6 separate regions of the Mus musculus genome follow, and regions 1, 2, 3, 4 and 6 are each linked to region 5. The links are chromatin contacts, called in public HiCAR-type and promoter capture Hi-C maps. All regions are on one chromosome and are shown on one strand. The core of a region is the stretch at or near the end of the contact, and the rest is flanking DNA. Distances in the headings are between cores, read along the strand shown. Region 1 holds the start of Creb1 (cAMP responsive element binding protein 1). Region 2 holds the start of Ccnyl1 (cyclin Y-like 1). Region 3 holds the start of Mettl21a (methyltransferase like 21A). Region 4 holds the start of Plekhm3 (pleckstrin homology domain containing, family M, member 3). Region 5 holds the start of Zdbf2 (zinc finger, DBF-type containing 2). Region 6 holds the start of D630023F18Rik (RIKEN cDNA D630023F18 gene).

Region 1 (3,785 bases), core at 29-2,528, 1.3 Mb before region 5:
TAATTTCCCCTTCGATAATTTCTAAGGGTTTCAGAATGATTGACCTCAAGTGATCATTATCTTAGTGGAAAGGGTTAAAACCGAAACTGTTTTCAAGCACCAGCTTCCCTTTTACAAGATCCCAACAGTTTCTGCAAAAAGTTATTACATGTATGTTTTCTTAGCACCTCTTTCCTTCCCAAAAGAATGCATTCCCAGGACTACTGATTCGTTCTTCATCTTCAAAGCCGAGGGGTGAGGGAAATAGTAAAAAAAAAACAAAAAACAAAAACAAACCAAACAAAACAAAAACAAAAAACCCCAAACCCTTAAAACAGCCTAGGGCAGAAAACAGCATTTTCTCCGACCGCGTGGGAGCCGGGGAGAGGGGCAAGAATAAAATACAGCACCAGAGAAAACCTTGGGTTTCGAACTTTATTGCACAAAGAGCGCTGTAGAGGAAAGCAGGTCGGACGTTGCGGCTCGCCGAGCGGGCACCGCCGCGAAGGCGGCAGCACCTTCACCTCCTCTGCCCTCAACTGTCTCCTTCTTCTTCCTCCTCCTCCACCCCCCACGGGCACCCAGGCGGCGGCCCGGGCGGCCAGCCCGGCACAGCCGGGGCGAGCGAGCGTGCGAGCAGGCGGGCGGCGGCGGCGAGGAACGGGGGGCGGCGGCGGGCGGCCTCCCCCGGGGCGGCTCCGCTCCGCGCCGGCTCCGGCTCCGCGCCCGGCACGGCCGGGCCCGGCCCGGCCCGGCGGCGGGAACGCGGGCGCCAGCTTGCCGCGGCCGGCCGCCCGCTCGCTCGCACCCCGCCCCGGCCCGGCCGCCCCCCGCCATGAGCGCCGCCGCTGGCTGCAGGCAGAGTCGCTGCCGCCCGGCCGCCGCTGGCTCCAGTCCGCCGCCATTATTCTTTGTTCGCTGCGAGCGGCGGCGGTGTTGTGGGGCTCGGGCGGAGGCTCCATCTTTACCGCGGCCCCTCCTGCGAGGGGAAGGCCCCGAGCGCGGGTGTCCGGCGCCTCCCCGGCCCCCCTCTGTCCCCCCGGCTCTCTCCGGCTCCTGCCTCCTCCTCCTGCTCCTCTTACCGGTGGTACAAGCTCCTCCGTCACTGCTTTCGTTCGCGGCCCGGATCTCGCTGGAGTTTTATTCTCTCCCCCACGTAACACACCGCGTCAAACTACACCTCCGCCGCGTCACTCACCAACACTCCGCTTCTCCCAGCCGCCCGGGCCACAGGCAGCAGCAGCCGCCGCCGACTGAGGAGCCGCAGCCAGGGAGCCAGCCAGCGCCGCCCAGTGCCGAGTGCGCAGCGGCCACTCACGGAAACAGCCGAGCTCGACCCGGAGCCGCTCGACAGGCCCCGCCCCCGCGCTACTGGCGGAACCTGCCGAAGGCCTTCGGCTACTTCCCGGCGCTGCGAAGGGGTTGACCGGGGAAGCTGGTGTAGGCGGTTTGAGACCCGCTCTGGAGGCACGATCCGAGCCTCACTGTGGCGGGTGGAGGCTTCGGACGCCAGCTGAGGAGATTTGGAGGAAGCGGGGTTTGTGTGTAGCCAGATTTGGGGTGGTGTGGGGATTCCCGGGGTGGCGGGGACTTGCTGGAAACCCCCGCGCGGTCTGATCCTGCGGCGGAAGCAGACCGCCCGGGAACTTTGACGCGCCGCGAGGGCCCAGAGCCGCGCGGACGGCGCTGGAAGGTTGGAGACGCCGGCTACCGGCCAGGGGAGTCTGCCGGGCCGGAGCTGGTTCTTTGCTGGGAAGAAAGCTATGGCACAGGTGGCATGTGGGGATTCAGCTCCGCTTTGCGGCCAGCCAGAGCCCCTAGGTACTGGGTACCGTCCTCCCTCTGAGGCTGGAGAAATGATCAGCCATGCTGCTCTCAACACTTGAAACAGATCCCCACCCTACCTGCCCGCGACATCCTGTGCTGACTTTTCTCAGCCCTTTCTGCAGCGGTGGCACGCTGCTGCGGCGTGGCTTCCACCGTTTGCACCCCAGAACTTGACAGTGTGACTTCCGTAGCCTCAAAGCTACCGCAACTGCTCTCTGAGTTGCCCCTAACCGCCAGTTCTTCACCTTTTGTTGTTGTGCCGTTCAGCCCTCTTCCTATAGTTTTGTTCCTGCTGGACGCCAGCCCTTGTTGACGTTTTATAACACTGAGCTTGCCTTCATTCCGTGTGTCCTAGCCGTTCCCGCTTTCCCAAGGACATTATACTGAAGAGTAGCTTAATTTTCTTTTGTTTCTAACCAGAACTTTTAGCATGCTAACGTCTCTTCCTCTCTTTAAGAAGACTCTTGTGGCATTGGTGAGATGAATAAAGGCCCTTGCCACCAAGCCAGATAATCTAAGGTCAATTTCGAGAACCCACGTGGTAGAAGGAGAGAACCAGCTCCCATAAGTTGTCCTTTGACCTCAGCACTTACATCACAGTAGTATGTGTGGGCAATAAATAAAATATAGAAACTTCCTCCTTAAGCTCCTTTCCGAGTTCCACCTGTCTTTTACTGTCTCTCTCCATTTGCAGTGGCTCTGAATTGTCACAGTCTTCCTGTCTATGTAGTTTTGCATCTTGCATTTTCAAGACCATCCTAGCATTTGATGCTGTTTGACTCTTCCAAACACTCTCTCCCCTCTTCACTTGCCAGTTTTCCTTTTAACCCTACTCCTCAACAACTAGATTCTCCTTTATCTAACTCCTGTGCAGGAGTCATCTGAGCCCGGATCCTCCACAATCCTACTGTAATCTCTTGCCCTAGGTGGTCTCATCCTCTTCTACTGGCTTCAAATGCCTTCTCTCAGACACTCCAGTCTTAGTTAGGTCTCACCCTGGGACTCTGAATTCCTCTTCCCAGCAGCCTCTGCTCCGGGTCCGTTTGGCTAGATGCTCAGTGTGTAGTCTTACTCACCTCGAGTTCTCATATCCCTTCCTCCCACGGTTCTTAGCTCAGTAAAGGGTCAGGACATCATTCAGATACATTGGGAACCGAGTCCACTTCTGATACCAATTAGGCTCCCCTGGATTGCCTGCTTCCTGAAAACTTGGGTGTATGAGCTGTGTCCCCATGCCTTCTCCACCAGTCTTTTAAGCTGCCTTCGTCTCTTGCCTGGAGTCCTGCAGTGGCCACTACCCACATCCTCTAAAACTGCCCCTGCCTCACTCCAGTCTATTTGCCAGTCAGATTCAGTTAGATCACTGCCTTTCCTAAAGCCCTGCAAGTGGCTTCCCTTTTGCTTCATCAACACTGGCTTTAGCACCATTCTCTGGACTTGTCTCTTGTCCCTCCTCCATCTGTCTCCTTTACTTTCTGTTCCCCAGCCGTATTTACTAGTCTCTTTATTTGCAGGCTCTTCTCCCGCTTTCCCTCCCAAGTCAGGCTCTCACCTCCAGGCTTTGCTCTTGTCATCCTCTTTCCCCAGAATGCTTTACTCTTACCAAGACATAGACTATCACTGTCTCTTCTGATTCTTCACTCCTGTGATTCTTTGTCCATTCTTCTTGTAGCATGTTTCTATAGCACGAGTCCCTCTACCTTTTAACTGCCTGCTTCCCTTCTTTCCCATCCCCAGGAACATGATGTCATGATGTCTAGAATACAGCAGGGCTCACTAAATGTTTATTGAACAAACAATGAGTTTCTGTATGGTTCCAGATTTATATATATATATTATATATATCATCTTTGGGTTCAAATGCTGACTCTTAGTGAGCATGGCTTGTTATAATAAAGCATTAGCAGCTTGTAAACAAGTTTCTCCCAGTTCTAGAATCTGGAAGTCTGAGAGCAAACTACCAGTATGGGCAGGCTCTG
Region 2 (3,708 bases), core at 557-3,056, 1.4 Mb before region 5:
ATCTAAGGAAAGAAAGGTTGCCTCTGCATCAGCTAACTGAGACTAAGACGGGGAGGACCACGTACCACATGTTCTACTGTACAAGTCAAAATACAATAGACATTTTGACAAGATTTTTTTTTCCTGTTAAGAGTCCAACTCAGCACATCTCCCACCTCCACAGCACATCTTCCACCTCCACAGTTTAGAGCAGTTCTATGCAGAAGCAGTTTCAGTCATATCTTAACTTTGCATCCTCATCAACAATACAGTGAGAATGCATACAGGCTTCCTTTGTATCTGGGAGGAACAAATAGGCATACATGATACTGTGCTGTAATCCCTCAAGAATTATAAAAAGGTCCTATTTGGACTCTCACTCAACACTACCCATATACTGTTTGTAAATCCAGAGGCTTAACTTACAACATTGAAACTGGACAGTTTTCATAAACACACACTCCACTGTTTAAAGATACAATTACCTTTACATTCTTTTACAACATTTGACTATTACAAAAAGTTACAAAAGTGTATCGATCATGGGCCTTAAGTTATTCTAAAGGAACTCATTTGTAGTGAAGCCAACAAGCCAATGTAGCTTAAACATCTCATGATACGTTGTCTTATAGATCTGTAGCCTTCATTCAATAACCACACTGCTATCTAGAATTACTTTTTACCCAATTCACAGATTTTCAAAAATTTTATAATTATAAAACACCAAGTATTTCCTCTTCTCCCTCCTACCTACCCAGCCAGCTCACCCTGCAATGGATCAGTTTTCGAGCTTCAACTTTCTTAGCACCAAGTAAGAACCTCCAGGCTGAAGGTGTGCAGGGAAATGGAGCCATAGAAACAAATATTACAGGCACCCGCAGGGGGCTGTCTTCTTAAATCCCAAACCTTTACATTACTAATTTAAAGCTAAATTTAAGCTTTTGGCTCCATTTAAACGCCCAATGAACAATCTCTCCCCACCCTGCTTCCTTTGGAAGAGGTAAAATAAATGAAATTTGTTAAATGGCGATGTATTTACCAAAATGATAATTTTAAAGCAAGCAGAACTACTCCTTGTTAGGGAGGGGAAGCAGTACTTTTCTGAAGCCTGGAAAGAAACTAACATCTTTCACAGAAGTCTCCTCTTTCTGTGTTCCAACTATAACTGAAAGTAATAAAGCAACCTTTATTATTGAGGCTACTTTCAAAATCCTACTTAATACCATACACATTTTGGTGGCAATCTCTACTTGAACGTAAATAAGAAATCTTTAACCATGCTGAATCTAGATTGCTCTAGTATCAGTTACTCAACTCGTTCAGAGCAAGAGGAACATTATGCTCTTACCTTACGTACCATCTGCCTAAGTAAGGACAGAGAGATGGGATGGCTATTCTGAGGTTAGGGGTACCTGGGAGTTTTATTAAGAAAAGGGGCAATTATAGTCTCTTGAAGTCTTAAGTTCCACTGGACGGTACACAGCAGTACAAAGAGGAAGCGGTGCCGGGTACAGGGTCCCGGGTCAGAATGAGAGAATGGGAAGAGTGAAGAACTGGGCGTAGGGGTGGGAGAGAAACTGGCCAGACGTGGCCGAGAAAGAATAAGGGGTGGGAACACGAGCCACAGCCCTCATTCCCGGTGTCCAGGCCTGCGCCAGGAATAATCCCGGCAGGAAGGAACCCGAGGCGGCGGCCGCCTCCCAGCGGGACCCAGGGAGTCGGTGGAGGCCAGAGGTGCGCCACGGCCCGGACGCGCCCGCTGCCTCCTCACCTTCGGGCATCTCTCGGTCACTGATGTGCTGCAGGTGGTGGCCCTCGCCGGCTCCGAAATCCAACTCGGCGGGCTCCACGGCCGCAGCGGGCGCCGGCGCTACCGCCACCGCGTCCCCGGCCGCCGCCTCGTAGACCTCGGACTCGTAGTCGGGCTCTGCCGGCCCCGCGCGCCGGCCCAGCTTGGGGCTGGCATTGGGGGACACGCAACAGGTCAGCGTGTTCCCCATGGGGAGCGTCCGCTCCGCTCGGCCGACGCCTGCGCCTCCGCTCGCCCCGGACTCCGCGCCCGCCCCCTCCCCCAACAATGGCGCGGTCGGCGCCGGCAGCCCCGGGCAGAGCGGGGCTGCGCCCGCCCGCACTCGCCGCCGCGCCCGCTGCGCGCCCGCCCGCCCCGCCGCCCAGCCCGGGGCAGGGCTCCGGCCTCGGCCGCACCCCCGCCGGCTCGCCGCCGCCGCCTCCCCACAGCGGACTAGTCTGCGAGGGCGGCGACCAGCCCGGCTTATTTAAAAGGGGTGGGGACCCGACAAGCGCTGGGAGACGCAGCCACTGCGGGCCGAGAGCGCGGCCGGAGCTCCTCCTCCTTCCGTCGCCGCCTCCGAACTGAAGGCCGCTAGCCGGCTCCTGCCAACCGGAACGCGCTCCGCGGTCACCTGGTGACGGGTAGCCAATCAGACCCGGACTTCCCTCCACGCACCCGCCTACGGCCCAGGCACGTGACTCACAAAGCCCCGCCCCGTCCCTTAAGCTGAGCCGCGCGAATTCTGGTTTCCATTCATCTCGAGCTGCGCCGAGTCCGGCTCCTACTGGGGAGCTGCGGCAGTTTGTTACTCGAGGCCGCCCTTCAAGGCGGGCCCCGAAGGTCCGGCCTGGTGAAGAGTTGGTTTTGTCAGCAGTTTGGTCTCTCCATGTTTGACAGCTTCCCTTTGCTCACCCAAGTAAGTTGCACTGGACTTAGCCGGTTGTATATGGCTAAATGCTCTTCTCCTGTCTTCCCAGTGTTACGTTCTCGCTTGCAACTTGGCCATAGCAACCCCGGGGCTCGCTCCTTACTCTCAATAAAGAGTCGTGACTGTGTCTTGCATGAAACCCGAGGACACGTCACTCTTCAATTTCCTCGTACGTCAAATAAGGACCAAACTCTCGGTTCAGAAAAGCTGGGAGCCAGCAACTCCGGTTTCGCTTGTTTTCTGCCATCACAAGACAGGAGTTTCCAGACTTTGTTTCTTTAACTAGCAATGCAGAGAACAGTTTTCTCCCACAAAATAGAGAACCACACTGTGGGGTGCCCACAGTCCTAAGTGATGGGGATGGTAGAGAGCAATTGACCTTTAGCATGCACCAAGTATTGCCAACCATGCCAACCGAGCTCCCTTAGCGCTAAGTCTAAAGAGCAGTCCAATGTTCGATCTCCCAGATTTTACTGATCGGTGGCAGGGTAGGGGGAGCATGCAGAAACTGAGTAACTTTCTCAAGGTTACATGACAAGGTTACTGCTCGTGTAGGGGCCAGAATAGTCTGGATTCCAGGTTTATCTCCGAGTACCTGTGAAAGGAAGTCACGGTTAGGGAAAATGACAGAGACTGTTGGTGCTTGGTAGTGTTCATTTTAAGGAAGAGCAATCTTTTCACTTGGGGATTTTAAATATCTTCCCTAATTGAATCTTCTCGTTCATTTCTGTTCCTGAAGTCCAGCAGTCCAGGCTCCCAGTAAATTTAGGCAAATGAGAAGCAAAGATTTGGAGAATCTAGCTGTACGAGTTCACACTGCTGCTCTTGGAGTACAAACACAAATATCTGACCCCAAAGTCAATGAGGTCAAGAGTTTAGTTGTTTTCTTTTAATGTATATATTTATTGTATTTGTATGAGTACACTGTGGCTGTCTTCAGACACATCAGAAGAGGCATTGGCTCCCATCACAGATGGTTGTAAGCCATTATGTGGTGGCTGGGAATTGA
Region 3 (4,116 bases), core at 1,207-3,706, 1.3 Mb before region 5:
AAGCTGTGAGAGGAAGGAGGGAAAGTCTGAGAATATTTTGGTGAGCCCCAAAAGCTCCTGGGTAAGGAAAATTGCTCATAGCGACAGAAACCATCTGAACATGACAATGACCTCCTATGGTTCTGCCTCCTCTAGTTGAGGAGCTTCACAAGAGAGAGCATATATGACAATCAGTTTCTTTTCTGGAAGCTATCCAAAGAGATGAAGCAAACTCAAGAGAAAGCCCCTAGTAACATCCATAGAAAATAGCATCCCCAGCCTCTGCACTTCAGTGTGGCATTCCCTGAACTCCTTCACTGTCAGCTAACTACCTCTGGCCTATTTGTATGTAGCCTACCCTGAGTATGCAGGAAGGCAGCCAGCCATCACTCTGTGAAGGGGCACAGGGAGGCTACATGTCTGAAGGGAACCAAGCTTGTTCCCTGTTTTGTCATATCCCAGGAAAGGACCACAGGAAGGAGCCCAGGGCATCTTTCTATAAGGAAAAAGCACAATCGTTATATTTAGATATATTTCCGAATCACCCCAGACAATGCAAAAAGTAGACCCTTTTGCATATCCTCAGAAAAACTGAAAGGAAGGCCAGGGTTGTTGGCTCACACATCAACATCTCATTCAGCAAGCCGAGGCAGGAGGATTGTCATGAGTTTAAGACAAGGCCAAGCGGTAGAGCGAGAACCTGCCTGAAAGAAAACTGAACAACCAAAACCAAGGGAGGCTGCCAGTGAAGTGTCCTCTCTGTTCTTAGAGGTACAACGTGGTTAAGGAGTCGAGTCCTCTTAACTGACAATGACACCTGGGAGTCAAGAGGACGAGGAAGATCTTACAAGCCTTGAAGGTCTCCAAAAGAATTCCTACCTTGCCAAACAGTCACACTAAAACATGTACCTCATTAATTTTGTATGAATCTTTTGAGGGCACATACATGTTTACGGTATGTGTGCTTTGTGCATACAGGGGACTGAAGAGGACACTGGGTCCGTGGCACTTAGGTGGAGTCTTGGATTTTTGTAAGCCATCATGTGGGTGCTGGGTTCTGATCCTGCATCCTTTGCAAGAGCAAAAGGCGCTCTCAACCACTAAGTCATTTCTCCAGCCCCTCTACCTCACTCACATTGGAAGTCTCCCAAGTTGTTAGCACCCCCCGTTGTGGTACCACCTAAGCAATGCTGCAGCACGCTCTGTTCTCCACGATTACAAAGGTTTCTTTCTCACTCCTGTTTCAGTTGTGAAGCTCCAACCGGGGACCTGGTGCTAAAGAGAGCCTGGATGTTAAGACACAAGCCTTGGCTAGGCATGGTGACACACAACCTGTAATCTCAGCACTTGCCAGTCTGGGGCAGGTGCATCTGAGTTTGAAGCCAACCTGGTACATATATAGTGAGTTCCTGGGCAGACAAGGCTATGTAGAGAAGAGAGATCCTGTTTTAAACTAAACCAAACCAAAGCCCTGGGATAGTGAGAAAGGAGCAACTACCCAGCTGCGAGGGGCTCTTTCACCCACGTTCTGATGGTAAGAACAATTTGTATGGTCAAGTATGAACTAAGGATAGGAAAATCCCTGGGCATATTAAAGACAGCCATATAGCAGGCTGAGCACTTAAATATGTACTCTATCAAATGCTCATTACTCTCTCCCCCAAGGATTAAACAAGTCTTTCTTCTCAGATATTTAGAGGCTCACCAGTGGTTTCTGTTTGTGCTCTCTTTAATGTCTACACTGCTATAGATGTTGATTTTCCTAAGCGGATGTGTGCCCTTTCTAAGCAAGTCGGCAATAATTACAACTCTGGGAGCTAGGAGGGGCAAAAGGAACACGGTAAGTAAATGTAATGTTGCAAATGCTCTTGTTGGCAGTGTGCTGGAGAGCTTGGGGGAAGTTTTAAAGTCATATACATATGTATGCAATCCTCCCCTGTGTGTGTATACATTTTCAGTGGAAAGATGGAGAATAGGGAGACAGAATGGTTAGCTAGATCCCAGGAATCTGGGGAGGTCAACCCATTTACATTTTTGAATGTTTTTCTGACCCAAAGTCTACACTTTCCTGTGCCTAGTTTAGGTCCCCAAAAGAAAGAAATAAAACAGAAAACACACGGAAGAAAGGTATTTCTTCTTCTAGTAACTACATATCAACGTGGTGTGGTCTTTTCACTTGTGCGTATTCACTGATGAAATCGGATTAGCTCTCTCTAGCGCAAAAACGTGAGCTTTAATAAGAAAAGGAAAAGGGGAAGCTGAGAAGCCGAGATAGCACAAAGCCATGGAGCAAGTAAGGAGAAAACTTACTAAGAGAAAAAACGGAGGAAGAAAAGACCCAAACAGGAAACTCAGTAACTTGAGGAAAGGGCTCTTACTGGTCCCCAGTTTACTGCAGGCCACTTGTCCCCAGTCTCCCGCAGCTGGTGCTGGAATGTGGAGGTCAGGCGCGCCCCCTGCCGGCCGGGAGAGGCGAGGGCGGTCGCGGCTCGGCAGGGTCCGGCACGCGGAGACCCTTGGGTGGCCAGGTCCGGGGATGGAGTTTGCAGCCGAGGCTGCCGGCCAGGATTTAGAAAGGCGTCCATTTCGGCCAGCAGAGTGGCGGCGTGGAGCGACGCGAGCGCCCGAGCGCATGTGGTCGGGCTCAAAACCCGGCCTGGGCGTCGCACGCCCACTCCCCAGCCGCGCCGTGGTTAGGGATGCTCGGTAGTGTTCTCTCCCACTTCACTGCCACCAAACGCGGTGACTACGTTTAGTTCTCTACTTCGCTACGCATCCTTGGGCGCCAACGTCGCCGACTAACTGTCCACTTTAAGGTCGGCCTTTCTCCCATGCAAGGCACCCCACGCCCCTGTGCACTCGCCCTCCCTGGCGCCCCAAAACCGTAGGGCCTCACAGGAACTACACAGCACGGGCCAGGGGAAAGCGGCGGTACCGGGGAAGGGGACCGGAAACCCGCGTCTCTCTTCCCGGAACCAGCTTCCACCGCCTTCTGCCAATCCAGCCTTTTAAGGAGGAGCTCCGCACAGCGACTGGGCAAGGCTGTGCGCTTGCGCGGCTCGGGTACCCTCCCGGAACCGTGAGTATCTACGTGGAGGCACTGCAGGGTGGCCAGCGGGCTGTGTGGGCGCCAAGCCTCCACCCGAGGGTCCGAAAGGAGTCTCTGCAGAGCCCTGCTCCCACCATGCTGGGTTCCCGGGACTCTTTCGTGGGCGCGAGGGAAGCGCATCTGTGGCCCCCGGGTGTCGTGCGGGACGTGCTTTTTGTCCCGCGGGTTGTCCGCCAGTATTGTCCGCTCCAGCCCCCAGGGTGACTCCATCCACTCTGCCGTAGGGAGCCTTCTAGGGTCAAAAGGCAGGGCGAACCCTTAGGATTTAGCAGAAGTACGCATTTGGCTCCTTTGTCCTAGCTGAACATGAGGATGTAGGTTGGCGGACCAAACAAACAAAAATGTGGGAGCTGGGTCCAGACAGATCAGGTGCCCAGGGCCGTCACTGTCACTTCGTGTACCGTTCTTTATGTAATGCCCAAGTAGTAACAGGAGCCTGTAGGGTGCCACAGTAGTTAGAGATTTCTAGGCGTTTCCTCCTCAGAGTTATTAGTTGACACCAATTCAGAGCCAATTTTCACTTCCCTCAAGTCTCGGAGGAAAAGCTGTTGAAGAAATTGGATGCACCTCAGTCTATTTCTTAGTTTGAACTTGTAATAACGTCAACAGCTTTTCCAAGTTACTTAAGTAAGATACAGCACTCAACTTCTGACTCTGGTGACACTCAGGATTCTTTTTGCATGACAGGTCTCAGCAGAGATAGACAGAAGAAATGGCCCTGGTACCCTATGAGGAGAGCGCGGCAATAGGGCTCCAGAAATTCCATAAGCCTCTCGCCACCTTCTCTTTTGCGAACCACACCATCCAGATCCGTCAGGACTGGAGGCAACTGGGAGTTGCTGCAGTGGTGTGGGATGCGGTAAGTCAGCACTGCAGGGCCTTTGAAAACATCCACAGTTGCAAGACTGTATTCTAAAAAGGAAATTGATGGCTTTATTGAGATATGATTCATATATAGTCTCCACCAATGTAAAGTCTGCAAAAACACTGGGTGGTTCAGCACATCCATGGTAGTACACCCATTACAT
Region 4 (3,700 bases), core at 957-3,456, 1.7 Mb before region 5:
TCACCTGCAGAGGTTCATAGATGATAATGAATGTCCTATTGTGATGCAGGATGCTCGGATGTAGGGAGGTGGTTCATATGCAGTGGCAAGAAGTCTGTGAGGACTCTTCTGAGAACCTAAAACTTCTCTAAAAACACAGTCTATTAACATAGTGACAAAGGCAGCAGCTGACTGCCTTTTGAGTGCTGATGTGAATGTAACTATTTTGAATTTAAAAGAACAAAATATTCCCAGATGTTGACTAGCCCAGAAGTCAACAGCTTCTCAGATGGAATTATTGGATTCCTGTGTTAGTGATCAGAAGTAAATTCAGTCATTTCACAAACATAGATTTAAAGACAATAAATGTTTGGGTTTGTTTTCTTAAATCTAAGTTGTTACACTCTGAATTTGCTTTCAGTAATGAAGTTCCAGTACAGATGATGCTGGAATCATCTTTTTTTAAACAAGGGTAAAAATCGTAACTACTTTATTGTGTTTCTTGTTTCAGTGTCTTTTAGTCTCCTGACTACGGACTATATTTGGAATTTTATATAGTAAATATTTGGGAAGCTATATGTTATGAATTTGTGTTTTAGTTAGACAAACATATCTCTACTTCTGTCCTAGTCAGAATTTTCATTGCTGTGAAGAGATACCATGACCAAGGCAACTCTTTTTTTTTTTTTTTTTTTTTTTTTTTTTTTGGTTTTTTTCAAGACAGGGTTTCTCTGTATAGCCCTGGCTGTCCTGGAACTCACTTTGTAGACCAGGCTGACCTCGAACTCAGAAATGCTGACCTCGAACTCAGAAATCCGCCTGCCTCTGTCTCCCAAGTACTGGGATTAAAGGTGTGTGCCACCACGCCCGGCCCAAGGCAACTCTCATAAAGACAAACATTTAATTGGGGGCTGGCTTAACAGCTTCAAAAGTTCAGTCCATTATTATTATGGCAGGAACTTTGCAGTGTACAGGCAAGTGCTGGAAGACCCAAGAGTTCGACATCTAGATGCCAAGACAACCAGAAGGAGACAGTCTACTTCAGGCAGCTGGGAGGAGGCTCTGATTCCATACTGGGCAGAGCTTAATATACCTATACCTTAGTATACAGCAATCTCAAAGCCGGCTTAAGTAGCAGTCACTTCCTCCAACAAGAATGTACCTACTCCAATAAGGTCACACCTCTGATAGTGCCATTCCTTATGGCCAAGCATTGAAACATGAGTCTATGGGAGCCAAATCTATTCAACCAATCACAATTTGATTCTGTACTTTTTAAAGATTTGACTTTCAAAAAAAATATTATATATCCTGTTGAGTCCTAATTCTCTCCATTTTTAAACAGAATATGGATACTGGTCATTGACTTACACGCGTTTGTTTGTGCTTTGTTTGCTTTTGTTGTTGTTTTGTTTTGGAACTCACTCTGTAGACAAGGGTGGAGGGGCTCAGACTCACAGAGATCCACCTGCTTCTGCCTCCTGAGTGCTGGGATTAAAGGTTTGTGACACCACTGCTTGGCTTGCTTTTGCTTTTGAGACAAAGCCTGTAGCTCTGGTTGGCCCGGAACTCTCTGTGTAGACCAGGTTGGCTTCAAACTCACACAGGTTCACTTGCCTGTGCCTCCTCAGTGCCAGTGCTGGGATTAAAAGTGTGTGCTACCCCGCCCCCGCCCCTCTCTTACTAAGCTTAATTGAAAAAAAAAAAAAAAAAAAAAACCGACTAAGAAGTATGCTGTGATGGCAAATTAAGACTGAAAACTGAAAGGAAGATTCATCCAACCGGAACTGCACGTCTTTGCAAAGTGGCTGGTTACCAGCAGACCTCAGGAGAGGTGACTTCTTGCCCTTCCCTAAGCCCTAGCTGCTAGACTAGGAATCCACAGCCAGGTTAGAGACATTTCCCCTCAACCACATCCTTTAAAACCGTGAACCTAACTAAAGATGAAAAGCAGTTCGTGCACCTATCCAAAGATGACAAGCAGTTCATTCCTATGTTTGGAAAGCATTATTTCTGAGAAATTCTCTTATTCTTAGCAACTGCTGCTAGCTGGCCCTGCCCTGGTAGGTTCCAAGTGACAGTTTTAACTGCAAACATCCTCGGTCTTGGGAAGAACGTGGAAGGGACCAAGCCTGGGATAAAGGCTGTAAAGCAAACAATAAGATAAGGAGGTCAGGCCCCGCCCGACCGCCTGCTCCTCCCGTAGGAGGGACCGGTCCTCACCGGCTGGAACTCTGTGTAATCGGATCCTGTTGCCGGGCTGCCGCGGGGAAGCTTTTGGGCGTGGGACCGCGAGAAGCCGCTTGTAAACAGAGCCGGGCCGGGATGGTCGGCAGCTGGAGCGCAGTCGCTGGCGGTGAGGAGGGCGGGCTGCCCGGGTCGGGGTCCTGCCGGGGGTCGGCTGCAGGCCGCAGGGGAGAAGGGACCAGAGCCGCGGTGAGCATCCTCCTCACGGCGGCCTTGGGCGGGGAGGGGGACGGGATGACGCATCCCCGGAGCTCCCCGGGGTCGCCGGGGTTCTTCCCACGCACCGCTTTCTGTTGTATTTCGCGCTGGGGATAGCACTTCATTTGTGGGTGGCTAAGTGAGGAGGAAGACATGACCTGGTGTTTATTTTTTGTGAATCAAGTAACGCAAATTAGAAAGTAGTTGAATAAGGTGATCCTGTTTCTGCGTTGTTTTTAGTAACCCCTCCCCAGCGATCATAGAAACCAAACCCCAGTAGAGCTTTTAGCCCCAGAGAAACGCTACGTTTGTTCTTTCTATTGACTGAGCCCATTTTGAATGTATAGTAAATGACAGTACAGGACTAATGATAGATTGGTCTTGTATGAAAAGCTTATTAAGCTAGAAAACAAAAACAAAACAAACAAAACAAGATAAGGAGTCCTCAGGCCCTTAAGCTGGAAAAAAAATTCTGATTTCAGAAGACAAATAGAGGCTGGGCTTATATGTATAGTTTGCAAAGCAAGGCGCCTTTACAGGTTAAAAAGATTGAGATATATTATTGTAAATGTTATTTAGTTCCTCCCCTTTTTTTCTTTGATCCATGGAACTAGAAAGAAACTTCTGGGTTTTTCCTGTAAAATATTTTCAACAAATCATAATAAATTGTGACTTGTACTTATACAGCATTATAGAATAGTACACGTTATAAGTGGTTGCTTAAAACACCAAGTAGTTTTTATTTCATTTACTTAAAGAAATACCATAGCAAAAATGAGGTCTTTAAAAGGTCAATATACATGTGTTACCTTGGTAACATAATCTAACTTCACTAGGAGTCAAGTATTAGGTTAAATTGACACGAAGTGTGTAAATGTCATGTACCAAGAAATAACATCAATAACTTGTGTGTTTGTCTTTATAGTAAGTACTTTAACAATGCTATTGTTCTGGCAAGATCCTGAAAGCTTACTTCAGCTTAAATTCTTGTTTGGTCACTTTCTCATTTCGTCATCCTGGAAAGTTTACTCAATTTAGCTGTTTCCTAATCTGTAGAATGGGAATAATAGCCACCTCATCAAAGATTCAATGAGTTATTAAATATGTATGTTTTTTTTGAGAGAGTCTCTCTATGTAACCCTGTTTAGCCTGGAAATTGCTATGTAGATTAGGCTGGTCTTGAATTCACAGAGATCCACCTGCCTCTGCTGGAATTAAAGGCATGTGCCACTTGATGTTTTTAAAGCCCCTGGAACAGTACCTAGAATAAGTGTTT
Region 5 (3,900 bases), core at 789-3,288:
AAATTACCTGTCTACCAGTAGGAAATATGAGAAGCAATTATAATCATAACAATGGCCCAGCCATGTTTAAAAAGACCATTTTAATTCAGTGTCAGTTCCTTCATATAACACTAGCAACTAATTTTCACCTTTGCTTTTTTTTCCTTTTGGGTTATCCATGCTATGCTGGTTTCCCGATGGCGACAAGCATCCTGGACACTTCCATTGGGTCCTAATAAAATAATAATAGCTAACCGTGAGCACTTAATCTGAGCCAGGCATGCTGTCAGCAGCTTCAAATGCATTATCTTATCAAAAGATAGGAGGCAACCCGAGGTTTAGAATAAGGAAGGATATTGTTCCAGGTCTCACACCAAAAACAGGGTGGCTGGTGAAACTGAGCAAATGGTGCTTCAGTTCCTTAACATCTAGACATTTTTTAATAGAAAAATAGAATTTAATAGAATAATTTTTAGAAAAAAAATGTTTTAATATTAGGTGAAAGCAAATAATTAGCAACCAAATTTGGTACACTATACAATTATCACTACTCTGAAAACAAAAAAGGATAAAATTAACATTTAGTTTAATTCCATCATTTATACCTTTTGAGTGTTGAAAGTACTTTGGTGACTTTAAGGTTATTTAGCATGAGACCATAGGAAGCAATAACATTTTTATATTACAACCCAATGCTCGAGAGTGCGCGCGTACACACACACATGCACACACACGCACACGCAGTTTTTAAAGGTTTCACAAAACAATACCCTAGCTGTATACATTCTGGCATTTTTTGTTATCTTAATTCATTTTTTAATGTTAGTCATGAATAACTACATCAGTCTCTCAATTGACCAACAGGTATGAAAAACAGTGCCCCAAATTATTAGGAAGAGTAAACAATATGTTATAGAAACCGGTTGCTACCCTGATTTCAGCTTTCTTCCAGCCAATGGGCTGGCTACTGCAGTGATACGTAATCAAATTTTCAACGAGTTTCTAGCTAGCATGTAACGCTTTGGTTTCAGACCATACAGAAAAAGTCCTCGATGTATTAAGTGAAAAGAACGAAAAATAAACACCCACACTTATGTAAAACACGCACATGAAGCAAGTACATGAACGTATACATTCTCAAAAAGAAGGGGCTGATAATCTGAAATTGTTAATGGACTCTCTCTAGTGGATGAGATTTGCTACGGGCTTTCTCCATGCCCCTCGCCGCCCCTCGAAGCATATAACTGCAGCAAAAACAAATACACGTATTTAAAAAAAACAGTATCATTTGGGGACGAAAACCGTTTTTAGTGCCTTGCGACCTGCATCTTTTCTTTTTCTTTCCCGAGCTACCCATAACTGTCGTCAGAAAACCGTAGAACCTGGAAAGGGCCTTCTTGGGAGCAAGTAAAGACGACGATGGCGTCTCTGACCAGCTCTACACAACTGTTGCACGACGGCAGCAAAGCGATCGGTAACACGCACACACTCACACGACCCAGCATCGACGGTCCCCAGCAAAACTCCGCGGCGGGGAAGGCCGGGGACCGAGCGCGCAGGCAACGCGGCGAAGGGGGTGTGTGGACAGGTGGCGCCGAATGCCTCGCGCGGCCCGGTCCGCCCGCCGCCCGCCGCCCGCTGCCCGCCCTGGCCTCTCCCGCGTCCCTGCCGCCACCAGGGCTCACCTCCTCCCTCCGCCGTGCCCCGCAGCCGCCCCGGGGCTGCGCGCCGTGAGGCCGCCCGAGTCCGTCGCGGCGAGCGCGGGAGTCCGGACGAGCCGTCCACGCCGCCCCCGGGCAGGAAGCGGGTTTCCCGGCCCGCACACCGCCACGGCCCGCCCCGCCACGGCACTCACCTCCGTGGATGCCTCCTGCTCTCCTTCCGGGCCGCTGCGGGCCGCGGCCGGCCTGGGCGCGCTGCCCGCCGCTTGGGTTCCGCCGCGCCGCGAGGACCCCCGAAACGTCCCGAAGCCGCCGGGCCCCGGGCCACGCCCGCCCGGAACGGAGGAGCGGAGCGGAGCGGAGCGCGTGTCGCTCGACGCGGGCTCCGAGTCGCGACTGGGCTCGGGCTGGCACGGGCTGGCCAAGGCACCGCAGCCCCACTGCAGCTCTGACGTCAGCGAAGGTGCGAACACTGGGCCCCTTCTGACGCACGGCCCGGCGCCGCCCCCGGCCCCCGCGCCAGCCCCCGCCGCTGCGAGCCCCTTCCTCCCGCTCTTAAAGCGCACACTTCCTGCAGGCGCCGCCCCACGCGCCCCCCGCCCGAATCAGAGCTTGGGGTTTGGGGCTTGGGACCGGGACCCAGAGCCAAGCTTCAGCTTTTGGAGAAGTTAAGTCCCAAGTGACCAGATGAAAAATGGCTCGCGAAGCAACATGTGAATTCGGGCAAGGAGAATGGCGTTCAAGGGGTTAATGAAGAGCTTGGTTGCCCAGAGTCTGCAGTGAGGTGCCTCAACCAAAAGCTGCTTTTCAAAGACCCGTTTACTCAGGGCTAGACACTGTTTTAAGGTTGCTATCGCGTTCTGCGTTTCACTGCTGAAGGGTAACTGTAAAATGAGTCCAATGAGCCCCCTTTAACAAAAGGGGAGACCCGGGTTCCTTTAAAGAGACAAGGTATTCAGACTTCTAATAAGCACAAGAAAGGGTTACGAAAATTAACAAATATCTGTTTGCCCTCAAGTACATTCACTGCCCTATCTTCTACAAAAGCAGTAGTGAGCAAAAACCAAGTGCTATGGGGAGACACAAAGCTAAATCAGTTACTACTGAATATGTACTAAGAGTCTGTGATGAAGAAAATAATCGTTACCTAAAATAAGAACAGCCTCTGAAAGCTATATTTCCTTCACACACACACATCCTTTTCTTTTGCAGACAGGGTGTTCACTAAGTAGCTCAGGTTGGTCTCAAACTCTTAATTCTCTTGCTTTGCCCTCCTAAGTGCTTAAAGTACAAGTACCGCTCAAGGCTAGGGAGCCATGCTTTATGTAAAAGTATTCGTGGTGCTGTTGGCACGGCCTTTCTGGAGACTCATCCCAGCCACTCAACACACAACACATTCCAGCCAAACCCTGATGTATATATTCCCAGTCTCTAGATTTCTTGTAAAACACCAAAAATACAAACGTCTTTAAGAGAAATGTTTTACACTTGTCAGCCTTGGAATTATCGACGAAACCCAGTCACGAATTAACCCTTTTCTCCTGACATAACTGTATTTCAGCTAAAGCACACATTTTTTTTTTAATCTTCCCACTTCAACATCTCCAAAATCAGAATGCATCTTAAAAACTTGGGGCCTCTTGATTTTGTTGGCCAGATGGCAGTATTGCTACCACATACAAAAGATGTGTGCAGCTGTTTAAAACTGTTCTTGCTTCAAACGAGTAAAAATGCATTGTTTAATGAAACCCGCAACCCTACAAGGAAGGGAAGTATTAGACATCTCGCCATTCAAACTTGAAAACAACTTGCAAGCTTCTAGCTCAAGACAGCTCAAGCGCACAGGAACACACACACACACAATAAATGTGGAAAAGATTTCCTGGGGAAAGGGATGACTTTTTTTTTTTTTTTGAAAGGAGGATTTTTCTAAAACCAAAATCAGTTTCCCCAGCACTTCCGAGATGAGGGTGACAAGATGGGCTAAAATCTATTGCCTTGATGCCAGTACCCAGTTGCTCAGCAAGAACATTAGTTCTCAGTGCTTTGGGGGACCTGTGGCTGAACAGTGAAACGACAAGCCCCACTGGGCAAGGTGCCATGTTCCTGCAATCCCCAGCACCCAGAAGGCATGGGGATCTCACATGTGAGGCCAGCCTGAGCTACCCAGCAAGACTTTAACTCAACACACACACACACACACACACACACACACACACACACACTATAAAGCTAATCCAGTACTAAAACAAAAAGGAAA
Region 6 (3,981 bases), core at 641-3,140, 1.8 Mb before region 5:
GTGTATGTATGTATATATATATGTGTGTGTGTGTGTGAGTGTGTATATGTATGTGTGAGAGTGAGTGTATGTGTATGTAATATATATATATGTGTGTGTGTGTGTGTTATGTGTGAGAAAGTATATGTATGTGTGTGTGCATTTGTGTGTGTATGTATGTATATATATGTGTGTGTGTGTGTGCGTGTGTGTGAGTGTGTATATGTATGTGTGAGAGTGAGTGTATGTATGTGTAGTGTATATATATGTGTGTGTATATGTGTGTGAGAGTATATGTATGTGTGTGTGCATGTGTGTGAGTTTGTGTATGTATGTATGTATATGTGTGTGTGAGTGTGTATGTGTATGTGTGAGAGTGAGTGTATGTATGTGTGTATATATGTGTATGTGTGTGAGAATATATGTGCATGTGTGTGTGTTTGTGTATGTATGTATATATGTGTGTGAGAGTGAATATATGTATGTTTACATGTGTGTATATATGTGTATATGTGTGTGTGAAGAGTATATGTATTTATGTGTGTGTGCATATGTGTGTGTTTGTGAGAATATGTGTGTGTGAGTGTGTGTGTGTGTGTGTGTGTGTGTGTGTGTGTGTGTGTACAGGTGTAATCTTTACTAAGACAGCTACGGAACTATCACAAGTAGGAAAGAGACAGACTGAGAGTGATTTAAAACCAAAGCAAAACTGGTTCCCATGAGTGTAGAATGATCAATGCTTGGTCATTCTGAATTTGATGGCAGAGATACACAGCCTGGAGACCACAGCAAGAGTGGCAGTTAGCGTCTGAGCTGTCTGCTGGTAGACTTCCTTCTTGCTAGGAAAATGTCAACTCTTGTTCATTCAAGGCTTTCAACAAGTTAGGTAAGGCTACTCAAATCATGGAGGGACATATACTTTCCTTTAATGTATAGTTTAAAACGTAATGTTTACATGTTTATTTCATTTAAATGTTTCATCTCATCCAAAAAACAATTTTATAAAAACATCAGAATATCATTTGCCCAAATATTAATAATAGTAATTCAGCTACGATGATTCATCAAACTAGCCATCACAAAGTGCTCCAAATCTTTCTAAATTAATATAAATGATGCTGACAGATTTAGTTTATAGTCATATTTGTTGCTGAGTTCCTTCATTTATTAGTAACAATTTGTGTGTGCCATTTCAGACACATTTCAGCCTTTGATCCCATAACCTTGCCTTTGATTTCCAGTTCAAAATAAAGGATGGCACTGAAGGAAGACATTTGCCCCTATTGTGTGAACTGTCAAATGACCTCCCAGCTATGGGGATATGGATTAGTTCCATCATGAGCTGTTACTCTGTCGTGAACACACTGGGAGTCACCAAGTTGACCCCCACACAGGACACTTCCAATGCGTTCAGATCACAAGTCAACATGTTAGGGTGGTTCTGCCCAAAGAGCCTTGCCAATTGCTTCAGGAACCATCTCTGTTTTACAAGGTTGAGAACTGTGAGGCTGCACACACACTGAGTGTCAGAAAAACTTGAAAGAGGGCAAGTGAGACAGCTCAGCAGGTCAAACTACTTAAACTCAGACCTCAGGACCTGCGTTCTATCCCTGGATCCCACATGATATCCCTTGACCCTTGCCCTCTGACACTTGTCCTTCGACAGCCACACATGTGCCATGGTTCATGCACACCTACACTCATATGCACAGGCAAAAATAAGTTAGTTACTAAGCTTATTTTTTAATTAAAACTCGAAAGGAATGATATCTCAGATGGGCACAAGGTTCAGGGCTAGCCTCCAGATCACTTTCTGCCTAGAACTTGCTGGGTAAGAGGTCTGAATTCTGGATGGTCTTGGATCCCTTCCACAGCCTCAAACTCCATGACTGGTATTTGTAGCAACAGCATCCCTAATCCACATCCCCTCTGATTTGCTGCTGTAGTTTCTGGGCTTGCAGAAACTGCTCTTCCTAAAGGCTATCGGTGGATGTCAAGCTGCAGATACCTGCTCAGCCACAGCCTTCCGTCATGGAAAGGAGGCTTGTGAAGCAGGAGGTGAAAAGGCTGCTGTGAGTATTGCCGAGAATAACTTTCGTTTCTGAGCCTTGCGTTTGGAATGCTCTCACGGATGGTTCTTAGATTGGCAGGTGGACAGAAAGCTAAGGGGGGGGGGGTATCATCTCTCTGCTCTGCTTGGGGGGGGTATCTCTCTGCTCTGCTTGGGGGGGTATCTCTCTGCTCTGCTTGGGGGGGGGGCAGATGCTTTAGTCTCTGTCTCCTGCCACACAGGCACATGTGGTACAGGGCAGGATGCAGAATCTCTTGGCAAGATGCTTCTGCAGGAGAATGCATGTGCAAGACACCTCTTACAGCCTAGGGGGACAGGATACACCGCTGAAATGGGCAGCACTTACTGGCAAAAGGTATAAATCCCTAAATGTGCCTTAGGGCCCAGTATCTGACGCTTTTATTGCCAAGCTTAGCAAACAAATGATCCCTCTCTGTTGTTTTCTTGACTTCTGAACTTTCTTGACTAATAAAAAAAAAAAGATGAAGTTTCCCATACATTTTTTCCATCCCATTCAGTTTTCCTTTAACTGGATACTTTTCAAATGTTGATGAAAAAAATCACAGATCATACAACAGGAAGTCTTATTTTATTCTGTATACATTGTTGGCACAACATGAATATGTTTTTCATCAAAGATCTTATCATAGATACCATCGAATGTCCTTTGCCTATGAAAGTGAATGCTTTTACTAAATCTATAAGAAATTCTAGAATAAACACGTACAGAATTCATTCATGTTTATGCATGTGTGTTTGGATGCTAAGATAACAACAATAACAAAAAACAAACAGTAGTTTAAAAGGCAACACCAAAAAACACTAAGAATGCCAATTCTGACAAGTATGGTTGTGATGCCTTTAATCCTAGTCCTTGGGGGGGGGGGTGCAAAGGTTTGTGGATCTCTATGAATTGATGCTGATCTGGTCTACAGAATTCTGGAATAGCCATGACTCATAGAGACCCTATCTCAAAAAAAAAAAAAAAAAAAAAAAAAAAAAGAATGAATGGATAACATGTAAATAAGTGAGTAAGTAAGTAAATAAATGAATAAATGAGTGAATAAATATTTTCTTGCTGCACATGCTATCTTCTGTGTGTGTATGTTAGTGACTAATGCTAGTGTGTTCTGTGGGAAATTTTACAAAAAAATGTACGCTTTATTGTCATGGCCTGTTCTTAGAGTACAAATACCCGTAAGAGATGTGACTGCTTCTATCTCCTGAGTGTTTGGATTAAAGGTGTGCACCACCATGCCTGGCAGGAAATCTTTTATTTTATGCAATGGCTTTTAGCCCTCCTCTTGCAAAAATCTTTTCTGTATGTTGGCATTTTGAATCCTTCCTTTTTTTTTAAACTGTAAATTATTCTAACAATGTGTCTAATTTTAAGATAAATGTGATTTAAGTTCATTGTGATTAGATATTTTAAACCTGCAGCCTTTGGAGATCACTATGTAAGCCAAATTTGGATGTTAATAGCAACTAGGCCATGAGTGACTTCTGTTGCATTTTTGTCTTGGGGGTGTGCAGGGGCAGCAGGAAGAAAGCCTCTTTCTGAGGATGGAACCCTATGTCGCCCCCAAGAGTTTAATGCTGCTCTCTTGCTTTTCAGGGGAGAGTATATCGGAATCAGACTTCGGGAAAATGAATTTGATCCTAAAGGAAGAGGCCAACTCACCTTTCTAGATGATATGGTAAACCAAGTCACGCTGGTGCGATTCCCATTGCATTCTGTATGTAATAAGGGGAGAGGATAGGTATCAAATGTATATGTAACTGACATACACACACAAACACACAGACACACAGACACACAGACACACACACACATGCGTGAGCGCGTGCACATGCATGCATGCATACACACACCCTGTCCCCTTCCTAATGCTTTTCTCATCCTGTGGTTGTCTCTATGATCATCTTCACCC

What was found. Promoter capture Hi-C pulls out the DNA fragments that hold promoters and counts their contacts. HiCAR-type assays count read pairs that join an accessible place to other places.
Region 1: a HiCAR-type map of astrocytes shows a contact between it and region 5, with 4 times the contacts expected there. The contact joins the promoter of Creb1 here to the promoter of Zdbf2 in region 5. A contact is called at or near these places in 2 of 39 promoter capture datasets (frontonasal cranial neural crest and hippocampal neurons) and 3 of 115 datasets of contacts at active chromatin or transcription factors (astrocytes, embryonic stem cells and stem cell-derived neural progenitor cells).
Region 2: a HiCAR-type map of astrocytes shows a contact between it and region 5, with 4 times the contacts expected there. The contact joins the promoter of Ccnyl1 here to the promoter of Zdbf2 in region 5. A contact is called at or near these places in 2 of 39 promoter capture datasets (cranial neural crest and hippocampal neurons) and 1 of 115 datasets of contacts at active chromatin or transcription factors (astrocytes).
Region 3: a contact with region 5 is called in a HiCAR-type map of astrocytes, with 4 times the contacts expected there. The contact joins the promoter of Mettl21a here to the promoter of Zdbf2 in region 5. A contact is called at or near these places in 2 of 39 promoter capture datasets (embryonic stem cells and hippocampal neurons) and 1 of 115 datasets of contacts at active chromatin or transcription factors (astrocytes).
Region 4: a contact with region 5 is called in a promoter capture Hi-C map of hippocampal neurons, with 3 times the contacts expected there. The contact joins the promoter of Plekhm3 here to the promoter of Zdbf2 in region 5. A contact is called at or near these places in 3 of 39 promoter capture datasets (cranial neural crest, hippocampal neurons and liver).
Region 6: a contact with region 5 is called in a promoter capture Hi-C map of hippocampal neurons, with 3 times the contacts expected there. The contact joins the promoter of D630023F18Rik here to the promoter of Zdbf2 in region 5. A contact is called at or near these places in 2 of 39 promoter capture datasets (the HPC-7 cell line and hippocampal neurons) and 1 of 115 datasets of contacts at active chromatin or transcription factors (astrocytes).

The regions. Positions count from the first base shown.
Region 1 is chr1:64,530,297-64,534,081 of GRCm38.p6, reverse strand. Creb1 (cAMP responsive element binding protein 1) reads right to left here and starts at 1,278. Exons shown (of 9, transcript NM_009952.2): 1 at 1,062-1,278.
Region 2 is chr1:64,689,443-64,693,150 of GRCm38.p6, reverse strand. Ccnyl1 (cyclin Y-like 1) reads right to left here and starts at 1,806. Exons shown (of 10, transcript NM_001097644.1): 1 at 1,751-1,806. The coding sequence starts at 1,760. 2810408I11Rik (RIKEN cDNA 2810408I11 gene) reads left to right here and starts at 2,492. Exons shown (of 2, transcript NR_038009.1): 1 at 2,492-2,687.
Region 3 is chr1:64,616,104-64,620,219 of GRCm38.p6, reverse strand. Mettl21a (methyltransferase like 21A) reads left to right here and starts at 2,456. Exons shown (of 3, transcript NM_025964.4): 1 at 2,456-3,947. The coding sequence starts at 3,801.
Region 4 is chr1:64,955,330-64,959,029 of GRCm38.p6, reverse strand. Plekhm3 (pleckstrin homology domain containing, family M, member 3) reads left to right here and starts at 2,206. Exons shown (of 8, transcript NM_001039493.1): 1 at 2,206-2,335. It overlaps Gm51627 (predicted gene, 51627), which reads right to left and starts at 2,451. Exons shown (of 3, transcript NR_165472.1): 1 at 2,203-2,451.
Region 5 is chr1:63,271,407-63,275,306 of GRCm38.p6, reverse strand. It overlaps Zdbf2 (zinc finger, DBF-type containing 2), which reads right to left and starts at 2,038. Exons shown (of 7, transcript NM_028673.1): 1 at 1,835-2,038; 2 at 129-211. Gm11608 (a long non-coding RNA gene) reads left to right here and starts at 2,051. Exons shown (of 3, transcript XR_865482.2): 1 at 2,051-2,103.
Region 6 is chr1:65,121,123-65,125,103 of GRCm38.p6, reverse strand. D630023F18Rik (RIKEN cDNA D630023F18 gene) reads left to right here and starts at 1,890. Exons shown (of 8, transcript NM_001285882.1): 1 at 1,890-2,051; 2 at 3,666-3,747. The coding sequence starts at 2,011.